Linked DNA regions of Sus scrofa: region 1 is linked to region 2. The links are chromatin contacts, called in public Hi-C maps. All regions are on one chromosome and are shown on one strand. The core of a region is the stretch at or near the end of the contact, and the rest is flanking DNA. Distances in the headings are between cores, read along the strand shown. Region 1 holds the start of PREP (prolyl endopeptidase). Region 2 has its middle 75 kb from the start of POPDC3.

Region 1 (3,530 bases), core at 620-3,119, 160 kb after region 2:
GCTTCATAAAATCTTCACTTAGCCCTTCCAGAACTGTTAAACATAGATAAATGAACTACAGAATTTTGGTAACCCCAAAAGGGAAAAACTAAGCAACAACCACCACCACCCCACCCCGTCAAAAACAAAACAAATCTAAAATGGCACTTGTCAACCCACATGATGGGTAGTTCTTTATAGTTTTACCTCTCCTGAAAACTCAAAAGATTCTCAAGAACCAAACTGAGAAATGCCTGGCTTCCCATTACTAAAATCTGGCACTGCAGGGCTAGACCATCATGTTAATGAATGAATAATATTCTCAGTACAGAAGCAAGTAAGTTCTGTGGTTAGCCAAGTCATCCCTAATAGTTCATACTATTAGGGAGGGAAGGCCTGTAGCAACAACTAAGTGATCTGCCAAAGGGCATCCAGTGAGTGAGTGACAAAACCAGAACTAGCGTTCAGGTCTTCTTATTTGGTTTGTCCTCTTTTTCATTCTGGCTGGATCACTTTACTCCCCTACACAAAGGCCACAACTCTTTCAACCACAGGGATAGAGCTTCTTGGGCTGATAGAGTAAATTTAATAAGCAAGCAGCTGAACAGACTGAGAAAACATGGTTACCAGATGGCCACAGGTCAAAGAAAGCAGGAATGCATCAGTGCCACTTGGAAGTCTTAATTGAAAACAATATGTCCTTTACTCTAAAGCCCCGGTACCCTTTACCCCCAAATGAGATGCGCTTTAATGTACAGACTTTCTGGCATAAATCGGGCCAAAGCAAGCAGAAAAACAAACAAAAACAAAAATTAGAACTATATTATGCAAAAATCTTTTTATTCGGATTCTATTTTAAGTAATCCGAGGAATTTACCTTTTCCTAAGAGAATCAGGCCAACAACATTTGAATTTTTTCCAGTTCCTAAAATGCCAAACTAATTTTTACACACAAAAAAAGTGTTTGCCCAGAATTCCACCCAGGGGATCTCAACAGTGACCCTGAGCTCACGGACAGCTTAGGTAAATGGTGGGCAACCCCCGCAATAGGCAAAACTTCATCCTGAAAAAAGCCATCCTCTCTCCCTTCTAAGACCTCCTCTCACCCCCATCAACTAACTCCTGCTCCTGTTTAGGAACACTTGGATCAGCACTACCGGGCCCTGCATTCCCAGCACCCGCAGCCCAGCACCTGGCCAGGGACAGGGTAAGCGCTCCACACACGTTTTAAAATCGAATGAATGAACTTCAACTCTAAGTGTTTTTATTTCGTAAGTTGAAAAAGTTTGCTTTTGTTTTAAGATTGTACATAATCTGCATGCACAAACACTTTGTCTCCCTACCATATTGAAGCAAAAGCCTCCTCTGCTAAAAAGCAGTGACACGTTCTGTCTTCCCGCTCCCTTAAGACGCCCATTCCCACCTGGGCGTCTGCCCTTGACCCCGCGGATTGCAGGAAGCGGCCCTGCGGGCTGACCACGGGCTCAGCCAGCCAGCAGACGGAGGGTGACGGCCACCAGGGCCCCCGCGGCTCGGGAGGAGCCCAGCGCCCCCCGCCGGGTCTCGCAAACAAAGGCCGAGGGGGAGGGGAGGGCGTAGGGGGCGAGGGGCCGCGAGTGGTGGGGAGAGGGCCGCGCACCGCTGGGGTACTCACGGCGGTCTCGTCGCGGTACACGTCGGGGTACTGGAAGGACAGCATGGCTGGGGGCGCGCGGGGGTGGCCTGGGGGGCGCGGACTCCGGAGCGATGTCTAGTGGGCCGGGCGGGCAGTGGGGCGAGATATGCGCTGGGGCCGGGCAGGCGGCGGTGGCGGCGGCAGCGAGCGGGCGGCTCTCGGTCAGGCCTCGCACGACCGGACCGGCGGCGCGGCGGCGAGGACGTGAGGGAAGCAGGAAGCAGCTGTCGGCGAGGCCCGGAGCCCCTCCCCGGCGGGCGGGCCCAGAGGCTGCGGCGGCGGCAAGAGGGAGCGGGCGGCGCCTTGCGTGCGCCAGGCCGGGCGCACAGCTCCCTCTGCAGGAACGCCGGCCGCGCCCGCGCCCGCGCCGCCCGGGCCCACGGACCACTGCGCCTGGCGCGCGTCGCACCCACGCCCGAGCCACCGCACCAGACACCCCGTCACGGCGCCGGCCACACGCCGGCCGGGGACACGCCCAACACGCCGCCCCCGGCCCACAGCGCCCGCCACACGTGCGGTCACGCCGGCGAGCCCACCACGCCCCCTCCCTCTCCCGCCCCGCCCCCTCCGAGTCTCCCCGCTGCCGCTTAGCTGCAGCCAAGCTCGCTGCCCGCCCTCCTCCCTGAGCAGAAGGAACAGCAGGGTTTGCTTACTCGATCCCCCCATCTTCCTATTCCCGGGCTGAGAAGGGGCCTCGCCCCCGCGTTGAAAGCGGAGGGCTTGAGATGACCTAGTTTCCACCGCCTGTGGCTCTGGACTTGGAAAGGAAGGAATAATGGATCATGAGGACCAGGAAGGAAACACATCTCTCCTCTCCTGAGCACCCCTGGAGGGCGCTGGGTAGTTGGGCATCCGCACCGTGGAGGTGGGATGAGGCGTGGGTAGGACGACGGTTGAGCCCTTATCTGAGGTTTGCCAGTTGAAAGGGGACAGAGGTGGGAAGACTGGAAATCATCTTGGGTCTTTTGTTCATCCTACTGGTTCTTTTATCCCTTTCCTGCGTTTGTTGATTGAGCATCTTTTATCATGTATTAGATGCTTGACCTCAAACCTATGAAATTTTAATAGTTAGATTTACTCATCGTCGGCCTAGTGATAGGAGTTCTGGTCTTGCTTTCTGGACCATCGAAAAGAAGCTTTATGGCTCCAGTTATCATAGTTGGAGTGTGTGTCAATGTGTTTTGTACTCCTGGCTTCTTAAAAGTCCTGGGAGGAGGGCAGGGGTGTGACAAGAAAGTCGTTCAGGTCCTGAATTCCAGGTGGCCGAGGTAATTACTGTGACCTTGTGTCTTCTGTCCTTTTTATTATCATCCCAGTTCCGTGCCTCACCGGTAGGTCAGTGTTTTTGTTCAGGTTGGGGTGTTTGATAATCATGTTTCACAGTTGTTTCCAGACCCACCCTTCTTGAGCAACTTGAGAATCCTCAGTTCTGGGAGAGCTCACACTATTGATGCCCACTTTGTAAAAAAAACAAAACACAGGGACTTAGCATTCTGCAGCCCAGTCACCACTCCTTGCCTTGCTTGCCTGTCACCTGGCCCAAGGGCTGCCAGGCCTTGCTATTGCTTCTGCAACTTGTGGGGGTTTTAAGAGTAACCCAGGAATACCTGGCCCAGTAAATCCCCTAACAACAGCAACAACAGTAATGGTTAATGTTTATTGAGTGCTTCTAATATGCCAGGAAATTACCTTATTTAAACTTTATGAGATAAGAACTAATAGTATCCTGATTTTACAGTTGAGGAAAACTGGGGCTGCCTTTAGCCCAGGACTTCACAAGGGGGGGGGGGCGATATTCAAGATTCCAACCCAGGTCACTCTGATGCCCTCCTTCTTCCTAAATAGGTAGGACTCTGGTCTAAAGCACACCTGTTAG
Region 2 (3,912 bases), core at 278-2,777:
ATAGAAGACATTTTAGGGGATAACTTGACTTTGGCCTAATTCTTCTGCTTTCTGTTGATTCTTAAATATCATTTAGCAATGCCATTTTTAAACTGAATATGATCTCAGAGATTATCTAACTTCCTTCTTTTATAGATGTGAATCCGAGGTCTAGACAAGTGACATGCACTGTCTGAGGATTGTCTCAGGTCCTCAATTTTCTCAATCTATTTTCTATCCCATAGCATAAGTGTTTCCTATTTGTCATCAGCCCCCTGGCCTTTATGAGGCTCCACTTTGTTCCACTTACCATGACCTTTTGAGGGGCATGCCTTTCTGGGTTGTACATATGTCTCTCCCACTCCATGTTATTTCTCCAGCTTCGTTACATTGTGTCAGGGCATTGGGGGTGGGTGTTTGACCCTTGACCTCCAGATCTTGTCATCCTCTGCCTTATACAAATTTATTTAACTGAGACGAGATTATGTATAAGTAATGCCCGACTTCCTCTGATAGTAGAGCCAAGAAGTGTTTTCTGAGTCTTCGTCCTCATTTGAGCTGCCTACAAAGATTTCCATCCATTGGATCTCCATACCTTGTTCTGATGAGTCACGTAGAACAAACACACAGTAAGTTGACACCGAGAAACGGCTTAGGGTAAGTTTTGTTTTCCTTCCTTCAGTTAATGTCCAAAGTCACCCTTGCTCTTGCATTCTTATACTGTAGATTTCCTTCTTCGTGTTCTTTCAATTTAAAACCTGTGATGGGAATTTTCACTGGCCCAGCTCCCATGCATACATCTTCAATAAAGAACCATGTCTCCACTTTCTTTTGTGGCTTTTCATTTTTTGCTTTGTTGACTGTTGTTTTACACTCTCTGGGTTATCAGATCTGAATGGCAAGCCAGAACACCGATGTATTCATTTGCATGGAGACATAAAACACTCAGAATCAGCATCCCTTTCCCTGGACAGGGCTGACTCACCCTCACACACCTGTCCCCTTGACTTGCCTTTTCTAGGCTTTGGGCTGAACAACAGTTTCCTAAGCATGCTGCTTCTTGCTGTCAGACCTGTGGTTCAGTGGCATAAAGTACACTGGCCACATTCCAGACTCAGATCTGTACCCTGGTCACCGTGATAGGGCTCTGCCAGCTCCTGGCACATGACATGAAATAAGAAACCCTTAGGTGTTTATTTAAGTGGATCTATTTTAATTTCCAAGTACCAAGCAGCAACATTTCCCCAACAAATACTTGGGTGGCTTATTCTCTCTTCTGCTTGATTTCTCCCATTTTATTTATTAGCTTCCTTCTGAAGGTGCCCCTCATCTCCTTCTTTAGAGGATTTATTTCAAGTTTATCAAATACAATAACAATTTCTAGATCTGTTCATTTTTTATTTTTGTTTTTATTTTTTATGGCTGTACCTAGCGCATATGTACATTCCCAGGCCAGGAGTCAAATCAGAGCTGCAGCTGCAGGCCTACACCAAGGCATGGAGACACCAGATCTGAGCCACATCTTGTGGCAAGGCCAGATCCTTAACCCACTGAGCGAAGCCAGGGATCAAACCCGCATTCCCACAGATACAATGTCGGGTCCTTAACCCACTGAGCCACAACAGGAACTCTTAGATCTAATGTTTAGGAATGTCAGTGGTCTTCAGGGCCAATATTCTCCCTATTTGCTTGTACAATTAATTCTTGCCAGCTCTCCTTATTTCATTGTGCTTTTCTTTCGGTCACAGCTCTCTGTGGACCCCTCTCTGGCTTCCATCTGGGTGAATACTGGGGCTAAAGCACATGGTCTCAAGTTTCATGGCACAACAGCAACCTTCCTCTCCACTTATCTGCTCTCCAAAGCACATGCCTCTCTCAATCAGCAACTTAGAATAGCACAGAGAACGTCAGCAGGCTTCTAAGCTAGCTACTGTTGTCTCTTCCTGGCTCCGGTCCACCAGCCAGCTTCTAACAGATCGTGGCCTAGAGATGTGCCATTTAGTCTGAGGGCCCTGCTAGTACCTCAGCCTCCTCCACTTGATCAGAAGCCAATGGCCTTGAACCATAATGATTTGTTTCGAGGTGGTTTAATTGCTGGTCATTAGGAGAACTCAGTTTCATGGAAGCCACTCCTGTATTGGCTGTAGAACAACTTAAGGGCATTTCTAGCATGTGACTCAGTGTCACCTGGATGAGAGCTTGTGTGAGGAGTGTCCTTTAGGATCCACCATCAGCACTTCCATGGCATCTTGTTTTCCATTGTTGCACAACTAGTTTTATAGTTGCTCATCTCCCCTCTCTGCTCCCTCCCTAGACTGTACATTCCTGGCACCCAGCCCCTGACTTACTCATCCTACATTGCCTGTAGCCCTGTGTCTGGAAGGAATTGTCTGAAATGTCTGTAAAGGCATTTCACAAAATATTTCATAGAACTGTGGTTGAGAATGTGCAGAATCTTTGAAGGATGGTCAAGAGCTGTTGGGGCAGCAGAAGACCTTTCTGCAGCTGTCAGAGGTTTGAAAAGCTGAAGTTCTTACAGTAAGGAAGGCATCATCTTTTGAAATAGTATTTAAAGAGAAGGAGTTTGGAGGTTCTTGTTGTGGCTCAGCGGTTTCCAACCTGACGAGTATCCATGAGGATGCAGGTTTGATCCCTGGTCTTGCTCAGTGGGCTAAGGATCCAGTGTTGCCGTGAGCCATGGTGTAGGTCGCAGATGTGGCTCAGATCCCGTGCTGCTGTGGCTGTGGTGTAGGCTGGCAGCTGCAGCTCTGATTCGACCCATAGCCTGGGAACTTCCATATGCTGCATGTGTGGCCCTAAAAAGACAAAAAAATAAAAATAAAAAATAAAGAGAAGGGGTATATGTGCTTCGATCCAGTTGTCTTGTAATCTACACATGACCATGGGATAGGAGGTGATGTGGTAAAACAAAAAGCCACATGCCTTGCTTCCCCTGCAACTAATCCGTGCTTTCCCCAAGTTCCCCATTTAATGTAGTCTTCTGAGGGGAGATTTTAAGTTCTGTTTAATCAGAAGAAAGGAAATGTGAGGTGGAGAGAGAGACTGTTACAGTGGGAGATGTGTCTTTCTGGAGAATGTGTATATTCTTGGAAAAAAATAAAGTGCAGATTTGCATTTTCTGACCGGAAATATCTGGTTTGCCCTGAGGGAAGATTCGGAGCACCACAGCAGGCGTACAAAGAGAAAGATTCGATATCTGGCCTTTGACACCTGGAGGAGGACTTCTGGGTCTGCAGAAAAACATTTGATTTCAAAGGCAATCTTTGTGGAAAGAGCATTTCTTCTGCATCTACCAAGAGCTGTCCTGTGGACTAAATCGTGAGAAAAGCCTGGGAGAGAGAGAAGTCAGTGTATGACTTAGAAGAGGAGGCATGTGTGAAGTGGAAGGAAAACAGAGTGAGAGGAGACAGGTGGTGAGACCCGTGTCTTCAGCACTCCTCTTTGGGCTGATATCCAGGAGCCCCGGGAAATAGGTGGACCCCAAAGCAAAGACCAAACAAAGGGCTCTGTGCCCTGCATCCTTCCGGGTCCCCAGGAGGCTGGCAAGATCCCCTGGTAGGCACATCCACCACCCGCCACAATGCAGCCCTAAAGGAGAAGTTGGCTTGGCAGACAGGCCCAGGAAGCTCCCAGCTGTCCCAGCCTGCCAGAGGTGTGCAGGGAGCCAGCGGTCCTCAGTGGCCCACTGAAGACTTTCAGAGATTCTGGGAGGGCAGAGGACTGTTTGGAACCTGAGTCAGGGTGAAGAAGCTATAGATGGAGGGGAAATGGCCAGCATGCTGGAGCCAGCAGGTGGGTGACTGAATGCTGTCCCCAGGGGGCAGACCAATGGTCTCGCTGAGCCCCAGCAGTTGCCAGTGGAGGACATGAGCAGGATATTACCATGTCGTAGAGGCTGGACCTGAGGAGGAG

The links. Hi-C and Micro-C count contacts between places; a contact is called where the count stands out from the background.
Region 1: a Hi-C map of skeletal muscle shows a contact between it and region 2, with 4 times the contacts expected there. The contact joins the promoter of PREP here to the enhancer-like site in region 2. A contact is called at or near these places in 1 of 5 promoter capture datasets (liver) and 4 of 47 Hi-C or Micro-C datasets (embryonic fibroblasts, heart right ventricle, liver and 1 more).

The regions. Positions count from the first base shown.
Region 1 is chr1:71,634,276-71,637,805 of Sscrofa11.1, forward strand. PREP (prolyl endopeptidase) reads right to left here and starts at 1,870. Exons shown (of 15, transcript NM_001004050.1): 1 at 1,634-1,870. The coding sequence starts at 1,678.
Region 2 is chr1:71,472,859-71,476,770 of Sscrofa11.1, forward strand. No RefSeq gene overlaps it. Among named protein-coding and RNA genes, the nearest start is that of POPDC3, 75 kb to the left of the region's middle. Within about 2 kb of position 1,528, at least 8 of the 83 cell types and tissues checked have an H3K27ac peak or open chromatin away from gene starts, as enhancers often do. A contact at or near this core is called in skeletal muscle, where this site is marked.